2 separate regions of the Mus musculus genome follow, and region 1 is linked to region 2. The links are chromatin contacts, called in public Hi-C maps. All regions are on one chromosome and are shown on one strand. Each heading gives the region's core, a stretch centred on a gene start, on an enhancer-like site or on the middle of the called end of the contact. The rest is flanking DNA. Distances are from core to core; before and after follow the strand shown.

Region 1 (5,249 bases), core at 1,457-3,956, 360 kb before region 2:
TCATTCCAAGAGGGTCTGGGTTTAGAATTAACCCTTTGAAAACCAGTGGCACAATCTAAGGACAATACTTTCTCTACTGTTGTGCACTTCGATGATGCCAATCCCTTGCCTCAATCACAGGAAATTATTTTTCTTTCTGAGTCACCAAAGAGGAGGCAATAGAAAAGAAGACTCACTTCGGACTCTTGAAGATACAGCTTCTACAGTTTGCCTGTTAGTATGTCTGGCCCCACGTCACACTCAGAGAGCATCAGCAACTCTCCATCACTTCTTATCCCTGGGACTTTAAACGCTCCCACCAGCTATGGCAGGCCGTCATATCTAGGTCATGCCTAGAGTACAGAAAGCCTGAACCCGCGCTCATAGCTAGGATAAAACAAAACACACAAGCAAAAAGTGGGCATGTAACTGCACCACGCACTGCAGTGCCTTCAAAGCCACAGACAGGACTGGGCTCCACTTAGCTGGAGAGCACCTGAGACCCAGCAAACTGGAAACCAGGACCGACCACTGTCTCTACTACTCTGGCTTTCGAGAAGACAGTCAGATAAGCAAGAGGAACACCAGTAATTTGAACCCATGCACAAGGGCCTCTACCTCTATGGCCTCCAGGTAAACGTTAACATTGAAGCCAACCCCAAACAGAACTAATAATAATGTTTTGTTTTAAAACAGACGCTGGTGGTGGGGGGGGGGGTGCTGGAGAGATGGCTCAGTGGTTAAGAGCTGCTTTCCAGAGGTCCTGAGTTCAATTCCCAGCACCCACATGTTGGCTCACAACCATCTGTAATGGTATCCTATACCTTTTTCAGGATAGCTACAGTATATCCATATACATAAAATAAATAAATAAATCTTTTAGATACTTACCTTGGATATTAGCCCAGAAACTTAGGATACCCAAGATATAAGATACAATTTGCTAAACACATGAAACTCAAGAAGAACGAAGACCAAAGTGTGGACACTTTGCCCCTTCTTAGAATTGGGAACAAAACACCCATGGAAGGAGTTACAGAGACAAAATTTGGAGCTGTGATGAAAGGATGGACCATCTAGTGATTGCCATATCCAGGGATCCATCCCATAATCAGCTTCCAAACGCTGACACCATTGCACACACTAGCAAGATTTTGCTGAAAAGACCCAGATATAGCTGTCTCTTGTGAGACTAGGCCGGGGCCTAGCAAACACAGAAGTGTATGCTCACAGTCAGCTATTGGATGGATCACAGGGCCCCCAATGGAGGAGCTAGAGAAAGTACCCAAGGAGCTAAAGGGAACTGCAACCCTATAGGTGGAACAACAATATGAACTAACCAGTACCCCGGAGCTCTTGACTCTAGCTGCGTATGTATCAAAAGATGGCCTAGTCAGCCATCACTGGAAAGAGAGGCCCATTGGACTTGCAAACTTTATATGTCCCAGTACAGGGGAACGCCAGGGCCAAAAGGGGGGAGTGGGTGGGTAGAGGAGTGGGGGGTGGGTATGGGGACTTTTGGTATAGCATTGGGAAATGTAAATGAGGAAAATACCTAATAAAAAAAATAAATCTTTTAAAATAAAAAACTAAAACGGACTCTGAAGCCAGAACTTGATGAATGAGCATAAGAACTCTAAAACCTGCATCATTAGAAACAAGCATATGAGAAGGTATGTCCACATCAGTTTCCCGGGCACACAGACCAAAATCTACAGCCAAACTTGACCCCAGCCCCGAGTTTCTGAAGTACACTATATCTCTATCACTCCTTGGAGGCTTTTCTTGTGGTAAACAGTAGAAATAAGACCTTCGGAGAGAGTCAGTGTTGACATGAAATGCACACCCACCAGGCAGAGTAGATGCTCAGTACATGGGCAGCCCTTCCCTCCCATGAGCTTCAGAAAGGATCGCTACAGTTCACTAATGTGCCTTCACTGGACACCCACTACGGACCATCCAACAAGTCTGTTGGCCAGACGTCCTGCATCAGCAGGGGTAAAAACAGAAACCCCTTTTCATCATACCATTGGTGAATATACCAGCTACTCTAATCACGGGGAACTATCTGCAGTCGCTGCTGGCTCTGTTTGACAAAGAGAGTCTTATAGGAATTCTGAGTAGCTGCTAAATATTGAGAACGAGAATTAAGTTGAATGTACTAAAGGTGCCAGCCAACTCTGTGGACCCCCTTCCTACAGTTAATAACTATTACCAAATTATTTTCCCCGTAACATTTAGGTTTTTGTGGGTCTAACTTTCAGGAAATAAAGTATCATTGCTCTCAAAGAATGGCAATACTGCCAAACAATACTTGAAGACAAAGGTCCCTTCGGTGGTCATGTCAGGCCCCTACATAGTGTGGTTCGTGGGCCTCACTCAGGCACTGTGCACCCAAAAGCATAATGTGGTCAGCTGGCACAGGTCCCAAACCCTCTGATGGTTTCAGGCACCACCATGGGTTCGTGGGCCACACAATTCTTGTAGATCCTTACCCAATGATGCTGGTATTGTCTCCAGGGGAGAAATGATCACAGGGATGGGTTCCGTGGTTGTTCCTGAGAAGATAGAACGGAAAAGAGATTGCATGAGGAGGTCGCCTTGGTTTCCAGTACAGATTCAGATTTGCTTATTTAGCTAATTAAGTGGCCCTGCCCCCATGGGAGCAGACATTGTGAGATTCCGCCTCTGTCTGGCAAAGGAAATGGGCCTCTCCATGAAACTGAGCATCTTAAGCCAATGCTTTTCCCGGCAGAGGCATTCCCGGACGAGGCCATGGTTACACATTCTTCTGGCAGATGGTCTTCGTTATCTGCTCTGCGTTGAACAATTAGCTATTCCTCTCCCGGGCTTCCTGAATGCACACTTATGGTCTCCACAGCATGTTTTGCCCTCCCTCAAGATTAAAGAGCCATGTCTTCAAGAGCAGGCGGGGGGGGGGGGGGGGGGGGGAGCAAGGGGGGGGTCGGAAAGTGGGTTAGAGAGCCATCTGTGTGGAAGACCAATCCCATACTGGGAACTAAATTCAGTGACACACCTTGGTCACTGATGTCATATTAACTCCTTAGGGAGGTTGGAGTGGACCTCCAAAGGATTCGAACCAGCTTGAAGAAACTGGGCACCTGAAGTGGAGCAAAGGAGCCAGCTGGGGAGTGAGAAGAGGGTTGGGAGCCATCCCTCAACTGGACCCATTTTTCTTGTTCTTGTTTCTACTACTAAAAAAGCAAGCACTTAAGTTACCATGTAAGCACCAGATGAGACCAGGGTGTGCCTACACCACGGCCTTGAAGGTAAAGTGCTTGGGAAATATAGATTACAGCACCTCAGCTCCCAAGCGCCTATTTATCAGATCTGCATAGGACCTTAGAGTCTCCTGTGCAGGTACTACTGGAGTCTGAGGGCGGGGGGTGGGGGGGGCGGGGGGCGGGGGGGGGGGCGCTACAGTCAGACTGCGCATGTGAGGAGCACTCAGATCTTCCTTCCCTGTGTGAGGAGCACTAGGATTGTGTGTGTGATGAATCCTCAGGTAACTCTACTGTGTCTGGTTCAGGACCCACTTTTTTTAAATTATCTCGTGTGCAACTCATCAAATTTGATTTGATTTATTGACTGATTGATTTTATTTTATTTTATTTTACTTACTCACTTTACATCGAACTTACTGCCCTGATCCCGGTCACCCCCTCCCACAACCCCTCCCCCTCCCCCCAGCCCCTTTTCCTCTGAGCAGGTGCTGCCCCGCCCCTTGGTATCCCCCACCCCCACCCCACCCTGGCACTTCAAGTCTCTGCAAAGCTAGGTGCTTCCTCTCCCACTGAGGCCAGACAGGGCAGCCCCATTTAAGAACCACTGTGTGGCCCTAGTTTCACAACTCGGTACAATACGCAGGTCTGCCGCCCCCTAGTGTTTCTGTGCAGTATCACACAGACGAGTGGTGAAGCCCGTTCTCAGACACCACCCTGAACTGAGCAAGAAGATGTGAGCCTGTTCTCTTCTCACAGGACAGGAAAACAAATATAGGCCAGAGGCTTCGGTTCAGGCAGGATAGTGACACGAATGAGTCTCTGGGGCTCACATATTTGATTCTATTTTCCCTTCACCTCGCTTCCTCTCCAGCATGTAAGAGTTGGGGGTAAACGACTACATTAAACGACTGTTCAATACTGGCCAGCTCTGCCTATCACGTTCTTTTCACGTATAATCTGTCCTGGCATAGGCCGAGCATCGTTTCTCTGGGTTTGCAAAATCTGAGTTACTCTAAGACCTGAAACTTGTTAAGCAACAATATAATGCTGTGCGTGGGAAATTCCATACTGTAAGACTTTGTTTGAATGCACAGAATTAATTAAAATACTGTGATAGTCGACCTGGTGGCAGTCATGAGTTACCTCTGCATGGAAGAGCTACAGTACGTTCTCTAGTTAGAAGCCAGCTTATAGCCACTGGACCAAGTATAGCCCAAGACCCCGTCTCAAAAAAAGATGTAAACAAAATATCACATCAAACTATCTTTGGGTTATGTGTAAAAAATATATATGAAGCATACACTAATTTCATGTTTAAACTTGTGCCTATATCCAAGATTTCATTATGCTGGTGAAAATATGCCAATTCTTGGAAAAAAATCAAGATTTTGAAGGTTTCTGTTGTCAAACTCTCAGGCAGGTAGTAGTCAGCCTGTACAAAGAGCCACAATTGGCACTCTGCTCAGCGCTCTGGTCAAAAACCTAGTAAAATGGTGGTTCTCACCCTTCCTAAAGCTGTGACCCTTTAATACAGGTCCTCATGTGGACATTTTATGTCAGCCATAAAGTTATTTAGTTGCTACTTTATAACTGTAAATTACTACTGTTACGAATTATATAGGAAATACCTGACATGAAGGATAGGTGACCTCCCAAACAGGTCGTGAGCCACAGGTTTAGAACCACTGCAGTAAACTCTCAGTCCCTCCGAAGTATATTTTAAGGCTTGACAAGAGTGTCCGTACCAGCTCAGAGCTCATGAACCTTCCATTTCCCAGGACGCCTTAGTTTGTACCCCCTCTAGTGGTGAGTTTTAGCATTGCAACCTTCAAATACCTGCTTTCATCCCTTTCCTGACCAAGAATTAACTCTCCTTCTCTTAGAACTCCCTGCCTTATACGTCTTAAAGTATCTTGTTCGTGGTTTAGTAACATCTAGAATAGTTGATAAACATGTTTTTCTTTTTCCTTCATGCCAAAGACATTCGAGGATTTTTAGGTGATCCTGAATTTATTATCAAGCTGC
Region 2 (4,968 bases), core at 1,197-3,696:
TCTATGTCTCTGTACCCACCGAGTAATGCGGCGCTCAGACTTGATGGTTAACAGAGAAAATCACAACTGGTCAAAGTGCAGAAGAAAAATGTCAGTGGAGTGCTCAGCCACAGATGGGACATCTATTGCGCAGCCCCGCCCCCCCCCCCCACACACACACACACACAAAAAGACGTGGCAGAAAGGTTGTCAGAGACAGGGGTCAGGGAGCCAAACTGTGTCCTCTGGGCATAATGAACACAGAACATCTATGACTGTTCGCCTAAGAACTGCATGACATCAAGCTAGCTGACAATCCATCTTGGACATGTGGGGGATAAGTCCCCTAATGGAGGCAGTTGGTGGCTTCTGGAGAAGGGAAAGTCAGTGTTTTCATTAAGGGTGTGGCCCCTAGTAGGCCACCCATGCTGCAGTATGTGGCCCCAAGCCCACAAGTAAATAGAAGTATGGATTGGATTTGATGGGTTACTAAAACATGGCCGGGCATGGTTGCACACCTTTAATCCCAGCACTCAGGAGACAGAGGCAGGTGAATCTTTGAGTTCCAGGCCAGCCTGGTCTAGAGAGTAGGCCCAGGACAGCCAGGGCTACATTGAGAGACCCTGTCTCAAAACAAACAAACAAACAAACAAAAAACCAAAAAACAAAAAACCCCAAAAACATGAAATTGGGAGGGGTGGATCTGGGAAGAGTTATAAAGAAAACAAGGTAAATATGATCAATTATATGGAATGAAATTCTCAAAGAACTAGTTACGTATATTTATAAAACTCCAACAACAACAAAAAAACAAAGCAAGACAGCAACTAGTTCAGAGTAATGGTACCCTAGGAGTTAGACAGGACAGATCAGTGTAGAATCTTGTAACAGCCTGATTTTAGGTTCAAATGCTGTGTCTAAATGTAAAGCACATGACTGACAGTTAGTGCTAGCATGAGCAGACGGTAATTTACCCCAGCATGTGTAGGCTAGTCTATGGGAGCTCAGCCTTCCCCATCAGAGCCTTAACCACTCCTGATGAGACACAGGGAAAGTGGGTTAGGGTTTCTCTCTGACCGGGGTATTTTTGGGGGACCACCTAGCATGCCAATGGAAATGTCTCTTTTAAGGAGTGAATGTTTGCATCCCTCTCTTCATCACTGCAGGTCAAACCTTCATCTCTCATGGCATAGATTCTTCATCTGTCTTGTGAGGCTGTGGCAGAGTACATGAGGCTAGAGAATTTATCAATTTAGGAATGTCCTTCTCAACCATTCAGGAGGAGCCCAAGAACAAGCAGTTTCTGCCTGACAGAGTCTTTGCCCAGCAGAGGTGATGACACAGAGAAGTCAGGAAGAGAAGAAAAGAGGGCTCTGACCCATCCTCTTGTTAGACGACTCCTATGATACTTGATGGCCTCTGGAACTCCAAGCTTTTCTGAACTCTGCCAGTCTGTGGCATTTTGTTACAGAAAGCCAGACCGACTATAATGCCCCTCACTCAGCTCCCGAAAATCGACTCTAGAATCAGCTCCTCCAACTGACGGTGGCTGTTGAGTTTAATTTGTGTATGTTCTCCAAGTAGCCCAGGTTGGCTTAGAACTCATGATCCTTTCTGCCTTAGCTTCCTGAGCTGGGTTTGGGGATCCAGCACAAGCTGGTTTGGGTTTTCTTCATGTGTGGTGTAACAATCATTGTCTGTGTAAGAGTTTACTCGGACACAAGCAGTCTGCTCTTACTTTCATCCCCAAACTCGCAAATCTACATTTAACCAGAGAAAATAGCCACTCAGCAGGACTTCCTGTATCCAGGGGCGGGGGCGCTCCACGCGGTCCATCTTCTCAGCTGCGCATTGGCTGAGTCAGCTCCCTACAGTCAGTCCCTGGGCTTCTTTCCAAGTTTCCTTTACTGCAAGTAGCAGAGACGAACTTTTTTTTTTTTTCATACTGACTGCTTTTCTCTAGCTTTAGGAATCTTCGAAGTTTCCCGGTCAAAGAGTTCAAACTGTCTTTGGCTTTTACAACTAAGGGCAAAAGCCACAACTACATGTGTGGCGATGCCCCGTGCCTACCCCCAAAGTGCCGTGGAGCTTGAATTACTCCGGCCCCACCAGTACAAGGTCTTGTCGTTTCTCTTTATTCAAACTAGCTTGTGTAGCAGGCCTTAATTTACTACTTCTTTCTCTGCAGTACTGTCCGTGCTGTGACTCAGAAATCGCTTGATTTGCTGTGTTTCCAGTCAGAGAGCTCTTCCACTAAAGAGTCTCAACACTCACCCCTCAGCTCGTTCCTATTGTCTAACGTGAAGTTTGTTGAGGGGTTAGTATGGTTACACTGCAGGAGATTTACCTGGACAAATTGTGAAGAAGAAGAAAATAGCTAAGCAGGAAGGCTAAGAAGCAGTCCTTCCCCCTTCAGGCACGCTCCCGGAAAGGTGGTGTTCAACGCAGGCCATCTAGTGGATCCTCCTGGGAAAAGTGCCCAGGGGGAGTCAAGAAAACCATTTCCCAGTGCAGAAGGATGGAGCCCAGCTCAGAGACTGGAGTTCTCACTGGAGGAAGAGCTGCAGTTGCCCCTACTCCTGGGGACAGGCTATCCCTTCCCTCTTCCTGGCGTGGGTGTGTGGGAACCGGCACGAATGAAGCCAGTCGTGCGGTTACTAAGCTGCTGGGAGTTGGGGCCTTAACTTTGACTTAGCATGAATTCTGGCCCAGAACCTCGCCCTGCCCCCCACCTCTCCTCAGCGAGGGCCCCACATTACAGGATGTTATTCATCCGACGTCTGTTAGCTGCGGCCCCAGTGTGCCAGGCAGAAAGACTGAGTCAGATTCTGGAGGGAAGAGATTTTGCCAGGAAGACCTGGGCGTGGCTCAGGTAGGTGGAATCTGAGGTCGCAAGGGCATGAGAAATATAAAATCAGGGATGTTTTCACGAGATCAGTAGGATTTGGCTTTCCACACCCACTATTCCTTATATTTAAACAAAACAAAACACGCTTAGGCAGTTAAAAAAAAAAAAAAAAAAACACTTTAAGAAATATACACTGGCCGGGCAGTGGTGGCGCACACCTTTAATCCCAGCACTGGGGAGGCAGAAGCAGGCAGATTTCTGAGTTCGAGGCCAGCCGGGTCTACAGAGTGAGTTCCAGGACAACCAGGGCTATACAGAGAAACCCTGTCTTGAAAAACCAAAAAAAAAAAAAAAAAAAAGAAAAGAAAAGAAAAAAAAGAAAAAAGAAAAGGAATGTATACTGTATGAAACTGCCGGTATGTAATGTGTATGTGACATGTAATTATATAATATTCAATCTAATGTAGTGCCATATATAGCAGATATATAAAGTGGAACTAACAATGAAACAAATATGGAATAAACAAGAAGTGTGTGTTTTCTGTGCACATGTGTGGTCCACTCCTGAGCAGCTGCCAGTGTGTGATTTAGTTCCTGGAGGTGGACTCTGAGGCAGACTTAGAAGATGAGAGCATTTTTTCGGTGGGAGCTTTGAGGAATGAGCAGCATGAACTTCAGATGGAGCCCTCACCGTTATCCCTAAGGACGCCTCTGTCGTAACAGTCTTCTCTCTGAGTCTGCAGGGAGGCCCTCACAGCCAGGACCCCTGTTCCTTTACAGGGTCCCTTAGAGAGCATAGCATCATGTTTGCATAGAACCAGCCTGCATCCTTCTGATGCTTCATACATCCCTAGATGCCTTAGATTCTTGGTACCTGGGAACACCATGCCCTGGGGAAGCAGGGCAAGAGGAGATTCCTGCATCTCCAGTCCTGAAGTCCTTTCCAGAGATGTTTGTTCCATAGTTGTCGAAACTGTCTGTGTGGAAAATCCAGACGTGGATGTTTGATGGTTAAGACCAGTTCTAGTTGTATTCCTCATAATTAGAAGGACAGAGAGGAGAGGAGAGAGAGCGAGTAAGAAGAAGGGAGACAGGGAAAGGAAGGGAGACTTAATTCACTCCAGATACCTGGCTCCCTAGTAGTATTTTTTTTTTTTTTTTGACTTGACCACAGGGTGAACCCAGGGGCTGTGAATCATAAGACTTGCTCCACGAACACTCTGTTCCAAGCCCCTGAACTCTGAGAACTTTTCATGTTGTGTTCAGATCTTCAGGCAACTCGGTATTTCTCTGTGCTTGCCAGCCTTGAAAGGAAGGCGTGTGCTTATCTGTAGTGGGGGGGGGGGGGGCGGGGGGGATGTTTAAATGCAGAAGCAGGCCCTTAAGGCCTGGTTCAGTGACTAGCAGCTTCATTCTGTTTAGAGTTCCTGGACCAGTGATGTGCCCTTCTTCCTGACAGCGTGCATTTAACAACCCCCATTGTACAGGACTGCCAGCTATCTGGCCATGTGCCACTCACACTGCCCAGGAGACACGGGTGCTCACTGTTGGTAGACTCAGCACCCAGGAATGCAGATAGTTGTAGAAGGAAGGTACAAATGAGCACCGTCCCCAAAGAAACTCCATCCTGTGTGAGTGGCTTCAGAGCCTTCGCCTTTCAACATGTGTGCTCAGAGGTAACTTACAGCTGAACCCCACACAGCAAAGTCTGGGTTATAGCAACTTTGCTGAGAGCCAACCCATTCTGGGAGGGGACTGAGCTGTCTCTGAGGTCAAGCTGCTCAGGCACAGCAAACATTCCTTCTTGCAATTTTTTTTTCTGTCTTCCCCTTCCCTGCCACTTGTGACTAACAGTCAGCACACACCACAAAACCATCCTAGCTGGGGGTCACTCTGGCTGTGGTGACCCACTTTATCCTGAACACTCAAAAGTACCAAGTCTGCTGTGGGCCTTGGACTCCCTCCCATCTGGCCTCTCACCTGCCTCAGGTTCTCTGTGTCAGTCAGAAAAGGAAAGGCCCTGTGTCAGGAAAATGCTACCCCCCAGGCCTTGGTGACTTGATACAGGAATTGTTTCCGTCTTCCTGGTGCTATGTGTTCAGTTCGTGTGAGGGGGGAATTTCTACCATGAGGTAGGAACC

What was found. A called contact is a pair of places that touch in the nucleus more often than the background predicts.
Region 1: a Hi-C map of uterus shows a contact between it and region 2. The contact joins two enhancer-like sites. A contact is called at or near these places in 2 of 484 Hi-C or Micro-C datasets (myocytes and uterus) and 1 of 115 datasets of contacts at active chromatin or transcription factors (pancreatic cancer cells).

What each region holds. Positions count from the first base shown.
Region 1 is chr1:40,115,243-40,120,491 of GRCm38.p6, reverse strand. Il1r2 (interleukin 1 receptor, type II) reads right to left here. Exons shown (of 9, transcript NM_010555.5): 6 at 2,475-2,537. Among named protein-coding and RNA genes, the nearest start is that of Gm35741, 31 kb to the left of the region's middle. Within about 2 kb of position 2,706, at least 26 of the 459 cell types and tissues checked have an H3K27ac peak or open chromatin away from gene starts, as enhancers often do. A contact at or near this core is called in pancreatic cancer cells and uterus, where this site is marked.
Region 2 is chr1:39,759,044-39,764,011 of GRCm38.p6, reverse strand. No RefSeq gene overlaps it. Among named protein-coding and RNA genes, the nearest start is that of Rfx8, 41 kb to the right of the region's middle. Within about 2 kb of position 2,446, at least 259 of the 459 cell types and tissues checked have an H3K27ac peak or open chromatin away from gene starts, as enhancers often do. A contact at or near this core is called in pancreatic cancer cells and uterus, where this site is marked.